Linked DNA regions of Mus musculus: region 2 is linked to region 1. The links are chromatin contacts, called in public Micro-C maps. All regions are on one chromosome and are shown on one strand. The core of a region is the stretch at or near the end of the contact, and the rest is flanking DNA. Distances in the headings are between cores, read along the strand shown.

What was found. Hi-C and Micro-C count contacts between places; a contact is called where the count stands out from the background.
Region 2: a contact with region 1 is called in a Micro-C map of the G1E-ER4 cell line, with 3 times the contacts expected there. The contact joins the promoter of Usp28 here to the promoter of Nxpe4 in region 1. A contact is called at or near these places in 2 of 39 promoter capture datasets (hippocampal neurons and liver) and 2 of 484 Hi-C or Micro-C datasets (the G1E-ER4 cell line and erythroblasts).

What each region holds. Positions count from the first base shown.
Region 1 is chr9:48,359,393-48,366,768 of GRCm38.p6, forward strand. It overlaps Nxpe4 (neurexophilin and PC-esterase domain family, member 4), which reads left to right and starts at 2,649. Exons shown (of 9, transcript NM_172921.3): 1 at 2,649-2,783.
Region 2 is chr9:48,982,462-48,989,837 of GRCm38.p6, forward strand. Usp28 (ubiquitin specific peptidase 28) reads left to right here and starts at 2,924. Exons shown (of 25, transcript NM_001359739.1): 1 at 2,924-3,076. The coding sequence starts at 3,020. It overlaps Gm51673 (a long non-coding RNA gene), which reads right to left and starts at 2,668. Exons shown (of 3, transcript XR_003948157.1): 1 at 2,367-2,668; 2 at 1,955-2,043.

The sequences.
Region 1 (7,376 bases), core at 1,399-3,898:
TGGACTAAAGCTCTGAAACTGTAAGTAAGCCCCCCCCGATTAAGTTCTTTCTTCTGCAAGACTCATGGTGTCTCTTTGAAGCAATAGAACAGTGACTGAGGCACTAGGAGACATCCAATCAGGAGGGCCACAGCCACACATGCTCCTCCTCCCTGTCATTTTTCTTTGCTCAAGACGTTCAAGAACATTAAAAATCAAAAATGCTGGGTCAAGCCTATGATGCCAGCACTCCGAGGCTGAGGCCAGGGGAAATCCTTTCGTGTTAGAGTCAAGCCTAGGCTACATAACAAGTTCCAGGACATCTTGGACTACAAGAGTAAAATTCTGTCCTTAAAAAAAAAAATCAAATTTTACATAACCATCTTGATTTCAGGCTTCCGAATTCCAATTTCAGGGATACGCTAAATGGACACTCTTTACTGAGCAGACACAGGCATTCTGGAACACAAAGGTGTGACTGCACTGTCCCATGGACAGTGGCAAACGTGGAGCAGCCCTTCTCCCCCCCCCCCCCCAGCACTCACTCCCATCCTTCTGTGCGGCCAGGGAGTCAATTCTGCCATCTGCTTCCTCTCCTCAGGGCAAAGCTAACTTCCAGAATGCCTTCCTCTCAAAACTACAGCCACCTAAATAAGACCACACATGCCGGTGTAGATGGGGGAAATGTCACACGGCCCTGCCTGCAGAAGAGGGGCTGCAGGTGACTCACTGATATCTGCATCAGAAAGAATTGGTCTTCTCTAGGGAAGAGGCCTGGATAGGTTATTCAGTTGCAAGTGGTCAATATGTGCACATTGAAGCAACACTAAATAGACTCAGCATGCTGTAGAGTGGAGGGGGGGGGAGTTAGTGTGTGTGTGTGTGTGTGTGTGTGTGTGTGAGAGTGTGTGTGTATGTGTGTGTGTGTGAATACATGTGAGAGATAGTGTGTGTGTGTATAGATATGTGTGTGAGAGTATGTGTCTTGTGTGAGTGTGTAGGTATGTGGGAGTATATATGAGTGTGTGTGTATATGTGTATCTGTGAATGTGTACATGTGTGAGTGTGTATGTCTGTGTGTGTGAGTGTGTGTGTATCTGTGACTGTGTATGTGTGTGAATATATGTATGTCTGTGTGTGTGTCTGTGTGTGTCTGTGTGAGAGTGTATGTGTGACTGTGTGAGTACATGTGAGAGATGTGTGTGTGAGAGTGTGTGTCTTGTGTGAGTGTATAGGTATGTGTGAGTGTATATGAGTGTGTGTGTATATGTGTATCTGTGAATATGTACGTGTGTGTGTATGACCGTGTATGTGTGTGATTATATGTCTGTGTGTGTGTGTGTGTGTGTGTGTGTGTGTGTGTGTGTGTGTGAAAAACAATAATTAAATAAGAGGTCACGTGTAGGAGAGGGAACCGGGAGACATGGGAGGAGTTGGAAGGGAAAAACAGAAGAGGTGGAAATGTATACAGTTCTCCAAAAAATCCTTGTAAAAATTGAATAGGTTCTGGGAGATGGCTCCGTGTCTAACAGTGCTGGCTGCTCTTCCAGAGGACACAGGTTTGATTCCAGCACCCACAGGGCAGCTCACAGTCACCTTTACCTCCATTCTCAGAGGTTCCCACACCCTCTTCTGGCTTCCATGGGGACTGCATGCACGTGGTACACTGTCATGCATGCAGGCAAAACACCCACACATGAGACCCTATGTCAACCATGAAAGAAAAGAGAGAGGTGGTAGGGGAGAAAGGATCCAAACACAGACAGCCCCAACCAGTCAGCAAGACATCGTGTCTCTAGCTGCATATGTATCAGAAGATGTCCTAGTCGGCCATCAGTGGAAAGAGAGGCCCATTGGTCTTGCAAACTTTATATGCCTCAGTACAGGGGAATACCAGGGCCAAGAAGTGGGAGTGGGTGGGTAGGGGAGTGGGGAGGGTATGGGGGACTTTTGGGATAGCGTTGGAAATGTAAATGAAGAAAATACCTAATTAAAAAAAAGCCAAAATGGAACAGAGTGTGGGTTTGCTTCTGACACCCAACGTCCTTCACCCAGCAGCCTGAAGGTAGCTCAGAAACATGAAGTACCACTGAACTGAGACTCTGACGATCAGCCTGGACACTCTACCCTAGCCTTGTCCCAGGTAAGGATTCCGTGTCACAAGGCGGCCAACACTTTTCACCACGGTTGCGAATGCACACAGCCATTCCGTGTGGATTAACTGCTGGACACTGAGCGATCCAGACTCCCTCTCTTCGTCTTTGTGTCAACTGAAGCTTCCAGGTGGGGAAAAGTCACATCTCCATATAAAGACTCCTCCAGACCGATTGACTGATTAGAACTTCCACTTTTGTTACAAGTTGGAATGTTGCAGATCCAGAGCCAAAATTATCTTAGACCAGCTTGTCCCTTTGCCCACCCATCTCTGACTTAATGATCTAATTATCAGGTCAAAATTCTCTGGAATGTATTAACTTAGCAGATCACTGGCTTCTATCATCTAAAACTGAGAATGTCTTATCACGTGGCATCTGAAAATGCAAAAGGAGTGTTTTGAGGTCTGCAGATACCCTCCTACCCAGCATGCCTATGGAGTGCCTGAAAGCACTCTGATTGGTGGCTTGTTCTTGTTCTGTAACTATTAAAGGCTTTATACAAACCTTCCCCACATTGGATCACATTATTCAGGACAACCTGACTCTGCCTCCCTGGGTCACCACCATTCCGAATTGGCTCCAGCATACACGCTCTCAGGTTCCCTTTGAAGTGAGAGATGGTTTCACTGGACAGCTAGCAGCACTCGGGTAAGCATCCGGGTTACTATTATTGGTTTATTATAAACGATGCAAAGGCGAACAGGCAAATGCAGTCACACAGTGGGGAAGGGATTAGGCGGAGCGTCACCCACACCTCCCCAGACTCTCCTAGAAATGTTATCTTTCCAGAACACAGGGGCCTTAGCCAACCCATTTGCTCCTGCATTTCACTGTTGGAGGAACGTGACAGAGCGCTGTTATCTTTTCAACATGTTTTTGGCAGTGTTGAGGCCCCATACTAGGTCAGTCTCTCGGTGTGAGCTTAAATGTGACCAAACAGTTTCATATGAATGACAGATGACACTCGTGTCTTACCCTTAGGAATGCTGTGTCTGGAGTCAGGAACAAAGACCAAATGTGTTTTGTATATGGAGCAGGTGGTTGACAAAGCTGGCATCTGGTTCATTGGAAACACTTGAAACGTGATTCTCATTAAGACTGGTTGGGGAGAAGAAAGATGTGGGACTGGAAGACAGGGGGTGTATGGGAAGGAGAGGGGGAGCAGAACATGATAAACTTATTAGCCAGCAAAATTTAAACAAGTAGACAAGTTTTTCTGAAAAATAATAGACAGTGCCGCAATTCACTTAAGGAGAAATAAACAGCCTTAAACAGAGCAGTAGACATGAAAGAAATAGGAATGGTTAAAAGAAAAAAAAAGAATGAAAAGAGAAAAGAGAAAAGAAAACATAAAGCCCCGGGGTCCTTCAAGTGAGTGGGAACTTTAGGTAGCTTTGTCAGTGGTCGGGGAACAGAAACACAGCTGCACACTACCCCACACTGAGGTACTCCCCTAGATTCTCAGGGCCCCCGACTTAGGCCAAACTACAATGCACAGCTTGGACACTGGAAAGGATGTCAGGACAAAAGGGATGGAGTGACACAGAATTGGAAATGTTATTGAAGAGATTTTAATATCGGCTTCAGCGCTGGGAGAAAGACCCTTCTAAGTGGCAGTCTGTGTTTCCCAGAGAAGAGTAGGGGAAAATAACAACAGTCTCAAGTGTGGGCACAGACTCGTCTCCTGAGAGGGTATTAGTCAGAGAAGGAAGCCATTTTGGTGACTCTGAAGTTTCATCTCAAGAGGGTGCTAGGAAGCCCTCTCTCCACCCATCTCTATAAGAAAGATACATAAGGTGGCTCTGGAGATGTTTTGGATAGAATTAGTCTGACAAGGCAGAACCAGAAACCACTAAGTTTGCACAAGGAGTTTAGCAGAAGCCCTTTCCCTGCAGACAGGACTTCTGGGGAGAGTCCTAGAAAACTGCAGTTTTATGGCTGCCACCGAGAAAAAGGTCTCAAGCAGTTGGTGGTGGCTCTGGGGTTTACCTTGCTTACTAGAGGTTTCAACCAGGTTAACAGTTTCACTTCAGTGCGACAAGGAGCATTCATGTAAAACAGTGGTGGCTGTCCCTTTGATATGTGTTTCCAGCCGGGCATGGTGGCGCACACCTTTAATCCCAGCACTCGGGAGGCAGAAGCAGGCGGATTTCTGAGTTCGAGGTCAGCCTGGTCTACAGAGTGAGTTCCAGGACAGCCAGGGCAATACAGAGAAACCCTGTCTCGAAACAAACAAACAAACAAAAAACAAAAACAAAAAGAAAAGAAATGTGTTTCCATCACTGTGACAAGATGGCTGGCAGACACTCCTTAAGGGAGACGGGGTTTGTGTCTGCTTGTAGCTCAGAGATCTGGATCCATCGTAGCAGAGAGAGCGTGGCAGAGAAGGACAGTATGGACATTATGGCAGCCAGGAAGCAGGGGGGGTAGAGGGAGAGCCATCACCTAAGTTTCTTCCTCAATGGCTACTTTCGAAAAGCGTTGGTCAGAGCCGGGCGGTAGTGGCGCATGCCTTTCTTTAATCCCAGCACTTGGGAGGCAGAGGCAGGCGGATTTCTGAGGTCTACAAAGTGAGTTCCAGGACAGCCAGGACTATACAGAGAAACCCTGTCTCAAAAAGAAGAAGAAGGAGGAGGAGGAGGAGGAGGAGGAGGAGGAGGAAGGAGAAGAAGGAGGAGGAGGAGGAAGGAGAAGAAGAAGAAGAAGAAGAAGAAGAAGAAGAAGAAGAAGAAGAAGAAGAAGAAGAAGAAGAAGAAGAAGAAGAAGAAGAAGAAGAAGAAGAAGAAGGGAGGGGAGGGGAGGGGAGGGGAGGGGAGGGGAGGAAGGAAGGAAGGAAGGAAGGAAGGAAGGAAGGAAGGAAAGAAAGAAAGAAAGAAAGAAAGAAAGAAAGAAAGAAAGAAAGAAAGAAAGAAAGAAAGAAAGAAAGAAAGGAAGAAAGAAAGAGAGAGAAAAAAAGAAAAGCGTTGGTCAGGGACTTTACTAGGACCATTCCTCGGAGGGATTGGTCTGGTGCTCCTCCAGTCATTACACTGGCTTTTTAGGCTCAGAGAAAGAACACCAGAGAAAAAAAGAGCCATTTCCCTTACCTTGTATTGGGAGGCAAACAGCTGTGATTTAATCCTCTGGTGCTCGTCAGAGGCACCAGGATCAACAGCTGGAGACATGGCCCAACACAGGAAGTCTCTTCAGAGACCTCGACTCAGTGACCACAGGACTCTTGACTATACTGCAGAAAAGAATGCCAGGGCCAGTCAGTATGCACCAGAGTTGGACTTTCAGGGGCTGGAGAGAAGGCTCTGTGGTGGAGAGCCTGCATGGCTCTTACAGAGGAACTTTCATTTGCTTACTAGCATCCAGGACAGGTGGCGCACAACCACATAACTCCGGCTCCACAGGGATCCAAAGCCACTGTCCTCTAAGGGCACCAGCACATGGCACACATAACTAAAAATAAAATAACTCTTTCAGAAGAGCTTAACACAGACTTCAGAACAATTATTAACAGATGTATTTAAGTTCGTGTGCACCTGGGTATGAGTGTGGGCTTCTCACAACAGCAACTGCTTAAATGTCTTAACAATAGCCGTATGTATAATTTTGCTGGCTGCTGAAGTCACCGCTGCTTGAAGAACTTTAAGGAATGCCCCCCACACATCACATACTTCTCGTTTGCTCAGTGAGATCATAGGGTGGCTACTTGAATATGATTGTGGCTACAGGAAGTAATACTAGCTGCACAAGAGGGCAAGGACATTTTCACTGTAAACCAAGTCTTAAAAAAAAAAAATAAATCAACGATTCCCAGGACATTGCGGTTTTGAAACTGGGAAAAGAGTGTGTGTCCTTGAAGATCACGGGAACTTGCACTAAGCACGGTTTACAGCAATCTAAACATTCACATTTGAAACATGGCTCTGCAAGAGGTGTCCTGTCTTATGTGACTTCACGGGGGACTGTTTATCATGTTGTAATTTTTTTATTGAATTATTTTCTCACACAGTATATTCTAATTACAGTCTCCCTTCTCTCTAAACCTCCCAGTTCCTCCCCACCTCTCCTTTCATCCTGATCCACCTGCTTTCTGTCTCTCATTAGAAAAATAAACAGGCTTCTAAGGGAAAATAGTAAAATACAATACAATATAATATAATAAGTTGATATGCCATTATATAACAAAAGCTAACACACTGGAAAGGACAAAGCAGACAGACAGAAGGAAAGAGGCCAAGAGAAGTCGTAAGAAACAGATACAGAGATCCATTCATTTGCACACTCAGGAATTCCATAAAAACACGAAACTGGAATCTATAATATGTATGCAGAGGTTCTGTAAGGAAAATAGAAATAAACATAACGTATGTGTAAATAAAGTAAAATTAAAAGTAAGTTAGAAAAATTCTAAAGCCTTAACATATTCTGAAAGGAGACTTAATAGTTCCAGGATGAGAGGCCCCTCAGCCTTCCATCCCCCTTCGGTCCCCCAGGAAGAGAGGCCCCCCTCCAATCTCCCTTCAGTCCCCATCTTTCTGCCTTCCCTGCCCAATCAGGGTTGATCACCTGGCTGCTACTATGGTGGAGCTCAGGTTTTGACATGGTAGGAGTTTCTCATTCTCCCTCCATGGCCACACTCTGGAGGGAGCTCACTGTGCACAGAATAATTACTGTTGTTGTTGTTGTTGTTGTTGTTGTTGTTTTAATTTGGTTCTTTTTATTTCTCCTCCAATCAATTTTGTAAGGATTAGGCCTCAAAAACTATAGCCACCATGTCAAACTTTGTAAATTGCTGACATAAGGTTATTCCAATTTCCCCTCATGATTTAAAAGAAAAAAGTCTTCCTACATTATGTGTGATAGGCACTTTTTTATACCCCCAATTGATTGTATAATTATCTAATTCTCAATTTTACTTGAAAATAGCTTACTTTCCGCCCACTTTTTCCGCTAAGAATCGCTTGTAATATGTTGACCAGTTTTCCTGTTTCTGGCTGTTGTAACTGGTATTGATAGCTTGATATCTTCACCACCTCCTTGTTTCCATTTTTCTCCAGCTCACTGTGCTGTTCTCTGCCCTTGACCTGGGTAACTCGTCCATTTGGTCTTTTTCCTGGCACCGAGACCTTGCAGGTCTTCCATCTCCTGCCCATCTTAGTGCATGTGCCGCCAACGTCAGAACCATTCAGTCACGATGCTACTTAACAACTGCATTTACATATATACGTATTTCCTTCTTGACATAATCTG
Region 2 (7,376 bases), core at 1,674-4,173, 620 kb after region 1:
CTTAGCACAAGGTGCTACCTTCCAAAGTGGGTTAAATTTGGAGGAAATTGCTACAGGACAGTGACCTACTGAGATTCAACCGGGCTGCTTACACAAGCCTAAGGATTACTTAGTGATGCACGAACAACTTAACTGTGGCTATACCACTTAAGAAAATGGGGCTACAATCACAAAGGAACTCATACAATATGTACTCACTGATAAGTGGATATTAGCCCAGAAACTTAGGATACCCAAGATATAAGATACAATTTGCTAAACGCATGAAACTCAAGAAGAACGAAGACCAAAGTGTGGACACTTTGCCCCTTCTTAGAATTGGGAACAAAACACCCATGGAAGGAGTTACAGAGACAAAATTTGGAGCTGTGATGAAAGGATGGCCCATCTAGTGATTGCCATATCCTGGGATCCATCCCATAATCAGCTTCCAAACGCTGACACCATTGCATACACTAGCAAGATTTTGCTGAAAGGACCCAGATATAGCTGTCTCTTGTGAGACTATGCCGGAGCCTAGCAAACACAGAAGTGGATGCTCACAGTCAGCTATTGGATGGATCACAGGGCCCCCAATGGAGGAGCTAGAGAAAGTACCCAAGGAGCTAAAGGGAAATGCAACCCTATAGGTGGAACAACAATATGAACTAACCAGTACCCCGGAGCTCTTGTCTCTAGCTGCGTATGTATCAAAAGATGGCCTAGTCGGCCATCACTGGAAAGAGAGGCCCATTGGACTTGCAAACTTTATATGCCCCAGTACAGGGGAACGCCAGGGCCCAAAAGAGGGAGTGGGTGGGTAGGGGAGTGGGGGTGGGTGGGTATGGGGGACTTTTGGGATAGCATTGGAAATGTAAATGAGGAAGATACCAAATAAAAATTTAAAAAAAAAAAAGAAAGAAAATGGGGCTAGAGAGACCGCTCAGTGGTTAAAGGCATACACTGCCCTTGTTGAGGCCCCGAGTTTGAGTCTCAGCACCCACATAAACGGTTTACTACTGGCGAGGCTTAGGAATTCAAGTTTCTTGTACTGACTTCTTTTGTTCTGTGATTTGGCTCTCCTGTGTGTACAGACACTGGACACACCTGCCTTTGATTGTATAATCAGTAATAACTTAATCAGTCTCTCTATAATTTTCTATTACTTTTTAAAACTTTATGTATAGGAGTGCTCTATCTGCATGTACAACTGAATACCAGAAGAGGGTAATAGACGGTAGATGGTTGTGAGCCACCATGTGGTTGCTGGGAATTCAACTCAGGACTCTTGTGAGTGCCCGACTCGCCAGCAAAGCAGATACCACAACAGGATCCTTCTGCACACGTTTATTGGGAGAGCTTGATTGCAGAGGCAAAAAGACCCCCACACCCAGAACTGTTGCTGCTTATATAGGCCTAGGAGAGGCGTGTCTCACACCCAGATTGGTTATGCTTTCCACCTCATTTGCATGTTCCTCATCTGATTGGCTATTCTCTCTCAGTACCTCACTGAGCCTCATTATCATACCTCATTTGCATGCCCCCCATCTGATTGGTTATTCTCTCAGTATCTCATGGAGCCTCATTATCATGCCCGGGCGAGGCAGTGACTTGGTGAAAAACTTTACTGCATATGTACACATTGGTTGTTTACCCAAACTTATGCGTGGTGGCCAGCGCCACCCTGCAACGGCACATGTGGCTTCCCACACACAGGACCTCTGGAAGAGCAGCCAGTGCTTTTTAATGCTCTTAACTACTGAGGCATCTCTCCAGGGCCCTCCCATTCTAATTTTATCAAGTCTAATGGTTCTGTCTTCAGAGAATCCTGACAAGGATGGACCTGATAGACACAGGTCCCAAATTTATTCCACATAGGAGACTAAGGCAGAAGTATAGAAAGTTCAAAGCCAGCCTGGGGAACTTAATGAGATCATCTCAAAGTGTTAAGTTTAACATGGCAGTAAAGACTTACCATCATTTGACCAGGTGGAGGCAGAGGACCAAGAATTTAAGGCCAACCACGGCTACACAGTCTGAGGCAAGTCCAATCCACGTGACATCCTGTTTCAAAAAAAACCCAAACCAATATCACCAACAATAAGAACCCTCTTCCCAAACATTAAAAGGGGTGGTAGGTGGCTTAGTGCATGAGCTAGAGTCAACACAGCTTATTACACACATGGCCTGAAAACGGGAATTTGGAACATGGGGCAACTGTTCAGGATTAAGACACGATGCTGAGCTCTGTGAAGGTCCTGGCCATTCAGTTGTCTTTATACAAACCACTCGAGTCAGTCTACGTTTCTCTTCGCGTCCCCAGATTAGGAAATGGCTAAGAGGTCTGGTGGGAAAATCTGTCAGCAGAAGGAACCCAGCAGCCTTACCAAGCTTATGGGGAGCTGGGGGCAGGCTGGACGCAGATGCAAGGCTCAGCAAGCGCGGGATGGAGTAAAAAAGGAGTCTTGGAAACCCAGAGGCCTCACCGCCCACTTCCTGGGCACCTAAGGCGGAAATAGCAACAGCTGGCGAGGCGACGCTGACCCCTTAGTTTGTGCCCGGCTGCGGTCACGTGGGCCAGAGCACGCGAAGACGCCCCGCCTCCGGCTCACGCAAACCAGGGGCGGGCGCGTGGGTGACGCCTCTGGCGCACGCTGCGGGCGTGAGCAGAGTGTATGGGCGGGGCCACCGGGGCTCTAAATTGGCGTGGGCGGAGCCTTGGGAGAGGGAACCTCGGCTGTGTGGGTGGGGCATGTAGGCGGGGTCTCCGGCGCAAGCCGCAAGATGGGTGGGAGTCGGCTGGCGGGGGTGGGGCATCCAGCGAACGCCGTGGGAGGAGCCTCTGCCGCGTGCTGTGGGTGGGGAGTGTTGGGAGCGGGCTGGCGTGGGCGGGGCTTCCATCGCGCGCCGCGGGCGGGGGCGGGACGTGTGGGCGGTGCCTCCCGGTGCTCCCGGGCTTCGGGGGCGGTGGTGGTGGCGGTGGCGACCGCGGCGAAGACGACAACGAGAGTGGGGCTACACGCGGAGGGACACCACGGCCATGACTGCGGAGCTGCAGCAGGACGACTCGGCGGGGGCGGCGGACGGCCATGGCTCGGTGAGCGGCGGGTGAGGGTAGCGGGGCCCGGGTTCCGGCTGAGAGGGGCGCGGCGGGCCAAGCGGGCGAGGGCCGACAGAGGCCGGGGCCTGCGGGCTAGGGCGAGAGCAACCCGGTCTTCCCGGGACTTTGCGAGGCTGGGTCCGCGAGCCTGTGTGAGGTTGCCTGGGTGTATAAGCCAGCTAAGGTTCCGAGCGGGATTGTGGGACCCGGTGCTAGGGACCCTAACGGGAGGGGTTGCACGTGAGATCGTAGGCAGCGAGGTCACCCCGAAGTGTGCACCGGGCCCGACCCAGCAGCTAAAAACTTCCCAAAAGCACGGCCACGGTGCCTTGTTCTGACTCTCAAATCAGTTTTATGGCAGTGGCTTCTCTGAGGCTAACGCAGACTTAAGTTATCTCACTTAAAGCCGGCGTTTATCAACAAAGTGCAAAAAAGACCCGGAGCCCCACTCCTCCCTTTTCCCGCCCCGCTTTTCATTCAGTTCTTTTTTTCCCTCGGAAACAAATCAGCTTCCCGAATTATCTCATTGATCACTGTAGGTTTTGAAGGAGGGGAGAGAAAAGCACAATGAATAGAAGGCACTTTACTATGTTCCTAGTAATATAAAAAGGTTGAAAAATATTACAAGGCTCTTAGGGCTTAGATGGTGGGCCTTTAGTAACACTGATTTGGAAAAAAAATCAAAAGGCTCATAATGTCTTTTAAAGAAACTTGGGAAGTGGGCAATTTGAGACTGTCATCCAGTTTTACTTTGGAATGTTATAACGTAACACAACATCCTCGTCCCTCAAGAACTGCACTTTTTAAATGACAAAATGGAAAACCTATACCAAGGATTCAAATACCGAGTTTGCAGTCGAGAAAATTTATAAAATATTTAGAATAAAAATTTGAGATACTGCTAAGAAAAACTCTATAATTAAATTCTATAATTAATGTCTTCTATAGTTAAATTTTAATAATTTGAGGTGCTGAGGATCAAGCCTAGGGCCTATCGCATGAGATAATCAAGCACTACACCCCCAGACTACAAGTTTAAAACATAGCAGGCTCTTTAAAATTCATGTAGAAAAAGATATCTCTAAGTCTTGGCCTGTAAAATGAAAGTAGGTGGATTTTTTTTTTTTTTTTTTTTTGGCGATCAGATAAAAATTGTTTATTACTCAACAGTGTCTTTTGGACATTGGGTCTGTATTTTTCTCTGTTTTCCTCCCCACAAGTCTACTTGTGTTGGGGACAGTGACTTATAAACAGGTGGTGAGATTTGGTTTTGAGACAGTCATATTGATACTATTTTGAGGGAGAGCAAGTCATATTTAAATTTGTTCTGGGCCCGTCATTTAAGACCACATGCCTTTCGATCAGTGGTATTTTCATTTACCTCTGTCACAGGCTGCTGAGGAGTGACCGGTAGTTGAGCACTCTCTATTTGAGGGTTTGCATGTAAGGTGTTTGAGCATTGTGTATAAAGTCAGAGCTATTTTGGGAAGGTTTGGCACTCCCAGGCTGTGGCTAGCTGCAGTAGCCTGATTCTGGGCGGGCGACCTGCGGAGTGATGACATTTACTGGTTAGTATTCCCAGAGATTTTGCCCCAGGCTGACAGATGATAAGCTTTGAAGGCTTGATAGCCCGTTGCCCTTTTTTCTCAGGTCAGGATAAAATGCTTGAGGCATGGGTTACCTTGAAGGTGTGGGTGCTGCATAACTTTGACATTTCATGAGAGTATTAATAACTTCTTCCTCTTGATAAGCTCCGTGTAGGACGGATTCTTTCTTTTGACTTCACAAGGCTTTCTCCTTTCCCTTAAAAGATGTTTAATATAGTTGAGAGGAGCTATCCTCCCCCGACACTCAGGAGCTATTTAAAACTTGCCACGTTTTCCCTTCCCCAGTTGGTCATTTGTACAAAGGACAGACAAAACTATGTATAGGCTCTCCAGGATTTCAGTGAGGGCTCTGGAACCCGAGCCGACACTTGGTTATCTTTGAATCCCCCAGACTGGTGAGTTAAGGACACCTTCCTGTGTTTTAATCAGTTCTCACCTTAGGTAAAAACCTGCTGGGAAGTTTTCTGTTGGAGTAGGAGAAACAGCTTGAAGTCAGTTTGCTTCTTAGGAACCTGATGCCCTTGACTCGTTGGGGGAGGATTCAGGACACACAATCCCCTCCCCCGCTCTCCCACTTGGAACCCAGGGCCTCTGCATTCTAGGCAAGTGCTGCTTCCTCACTGAGCTTTGTTGTGCTGGCTGTTTCGGTTGGTTCTGATTTTCCTTCGAGGTATCTTTGTGGTTTTTGGTTTGGTTTGGTTTTTGAGACCAAGGCTGGCCTGGAACTTGGGAGTTAGTCATCCTGCCTTAGTCTCCCAGGTGTACTTAACTCCTGTCAGGTTGTGAATTTTTTTTTTTTTTTTTTTTTGAGTGTTAGAAAGTTGTAATCTGGCTCCCCAACTCTCCTGCTCTTTGAGCCACAGTTATTGTGCACACAGAGAGTGCTGTATTTTGAGCTCGTAAACAGATAATCTCTTATCAGGTGGCCCGGTGCATTCTGTTTCATCAAAATGACTTTTTGTGTAGGTGTTTTTGAGACAGGTTTTCTTGTAGCCCAGACTGACCTTCAACTTTGTAGGGGAGGATGACCTTGACCCTTGAGGCTCCTGTGTCTGTTTTCTAACTGCTGTATATAGGCTTGGGCTACAGTACCTTATTATAATCAAAGACATTTAAAATAATGCCAACACTACAAGTAATAACTAACACACACACACACACACACACACATACACACACACACACAGAGACACATGGTCTCCCTGTAACCCAGGCTGCGCTCCTGAGTGCTGGGATTACAAACTTGGTCCTCCTACCCAGGTTCCTCCTCTCAGCCCTTTAGTGTTAGGCACAGCCTTGGCTTGTTAGACATCACTTTCCACCTTGTTAGAGACACTGTCCCCTGCATGTGGCAGGCTAGCTGGCCCTGGCCCTTCTAGGGATTCTCTGCCTCCCACCCCTCTGTAGCAGGAGTGCTTGGATGACATTGCTGTTGTGTGTCCGGCTTTTATGTGGGTTCTTGGGAATCGAACTCAGGTCCTTATGCTTGTGGGGCAAGTGCTTTTATAGTGATAAGCCATCTCACACTCCCCTTTAAATTTATTTGTTTACTTTTATTTGTGTGTGTGCCTTCATGTGTTTATGGGCACAGTGCCTGTGTGCGTGCGCGCTGTTCCTGGAGAGGTCATTAGATCTAGAACCTGGGTATAGCTCACCTACACCTGTGAGCTCTTGGTGTTGTAGGTGTTACGATCTAAACCCAGCTCCTCATCTGCAAGTGCTCTTAACTGCCAAGCCGCCTCTCTCTCCGGCCCTCACTTCCATTTTGTGGAGATGACAGGTTTTTATGTAGCTCAGGCTGTGTGAACTTGTCAGGTGCTCAGACTCTGCAGCAGACTCTTCTGAATTACTGCTCTCTTAACTGTGCCACCATGCCTGTCCTCCCAGCCCTTTTCTTTTTTGAGAGAGGCCTGGGGTCTCACTGTATACCTCTTGCTGCCCTTGAACCTTGTAATAGACTAGGCTGGCATCATATTCTCTGAGATCCCTGTCTTCTCCCACTGGGTTTAAAGGTATGTGCCACCATACCCAGCCTTTTGTTTTGTTTGCTTTTCTTTTTGAGGCAGGGTTTGTGTGTGTGTGTGTGTGTGTATGTGTGTGTGTGTGTGTGTGTGTGTGTGTGTGTGTGTGTGTGTAGCCTTGAGCTTCCTAGAACTAGCTCTGTAGAACAGCAGTGCATCCGCCTCTTTCTCAGATAGGGTCTTTCTGTACAGACCAGGCCAGCCTTGAGCTTGGAACAGTTCTCCTGCCTCACTCAGTTTCTTGAGTGCTGGGATTTTCTTGTGTGTCTTTACTTTCCAGCAACAGGACGCTTTCTGTCAGGGCAGATTTACTTCAAACTGAGGCTTTTGTTTTGTTTTGTTTTTTTTTAAAGATGTATTTATTTATTATATGTAAGTACATTGTAGCTGTCTTCAGACACTCCAGAAGAGGGAGTCAGATCTCGTTTCGGATGGTGTGAGCCACCATGTGGTTGCTGGGATTTGAACTCTGGACCTTCGGAAGAGCAGTCGGGTGCTCTTACCCACTGAGCCATCTCACCAGCCCTGAGGCTTTTGTTTGAGGTATTCTCATAAAGTAGCCCTGACTGGCCTGGAACTTACTATGTAAGCCAGAAAAGCCTTGAACTCACAGAGATCTGCTTGTACCTGCCTCCCAAGTGCTGCCCAGGAGTGTGCCCCCATGCTTGA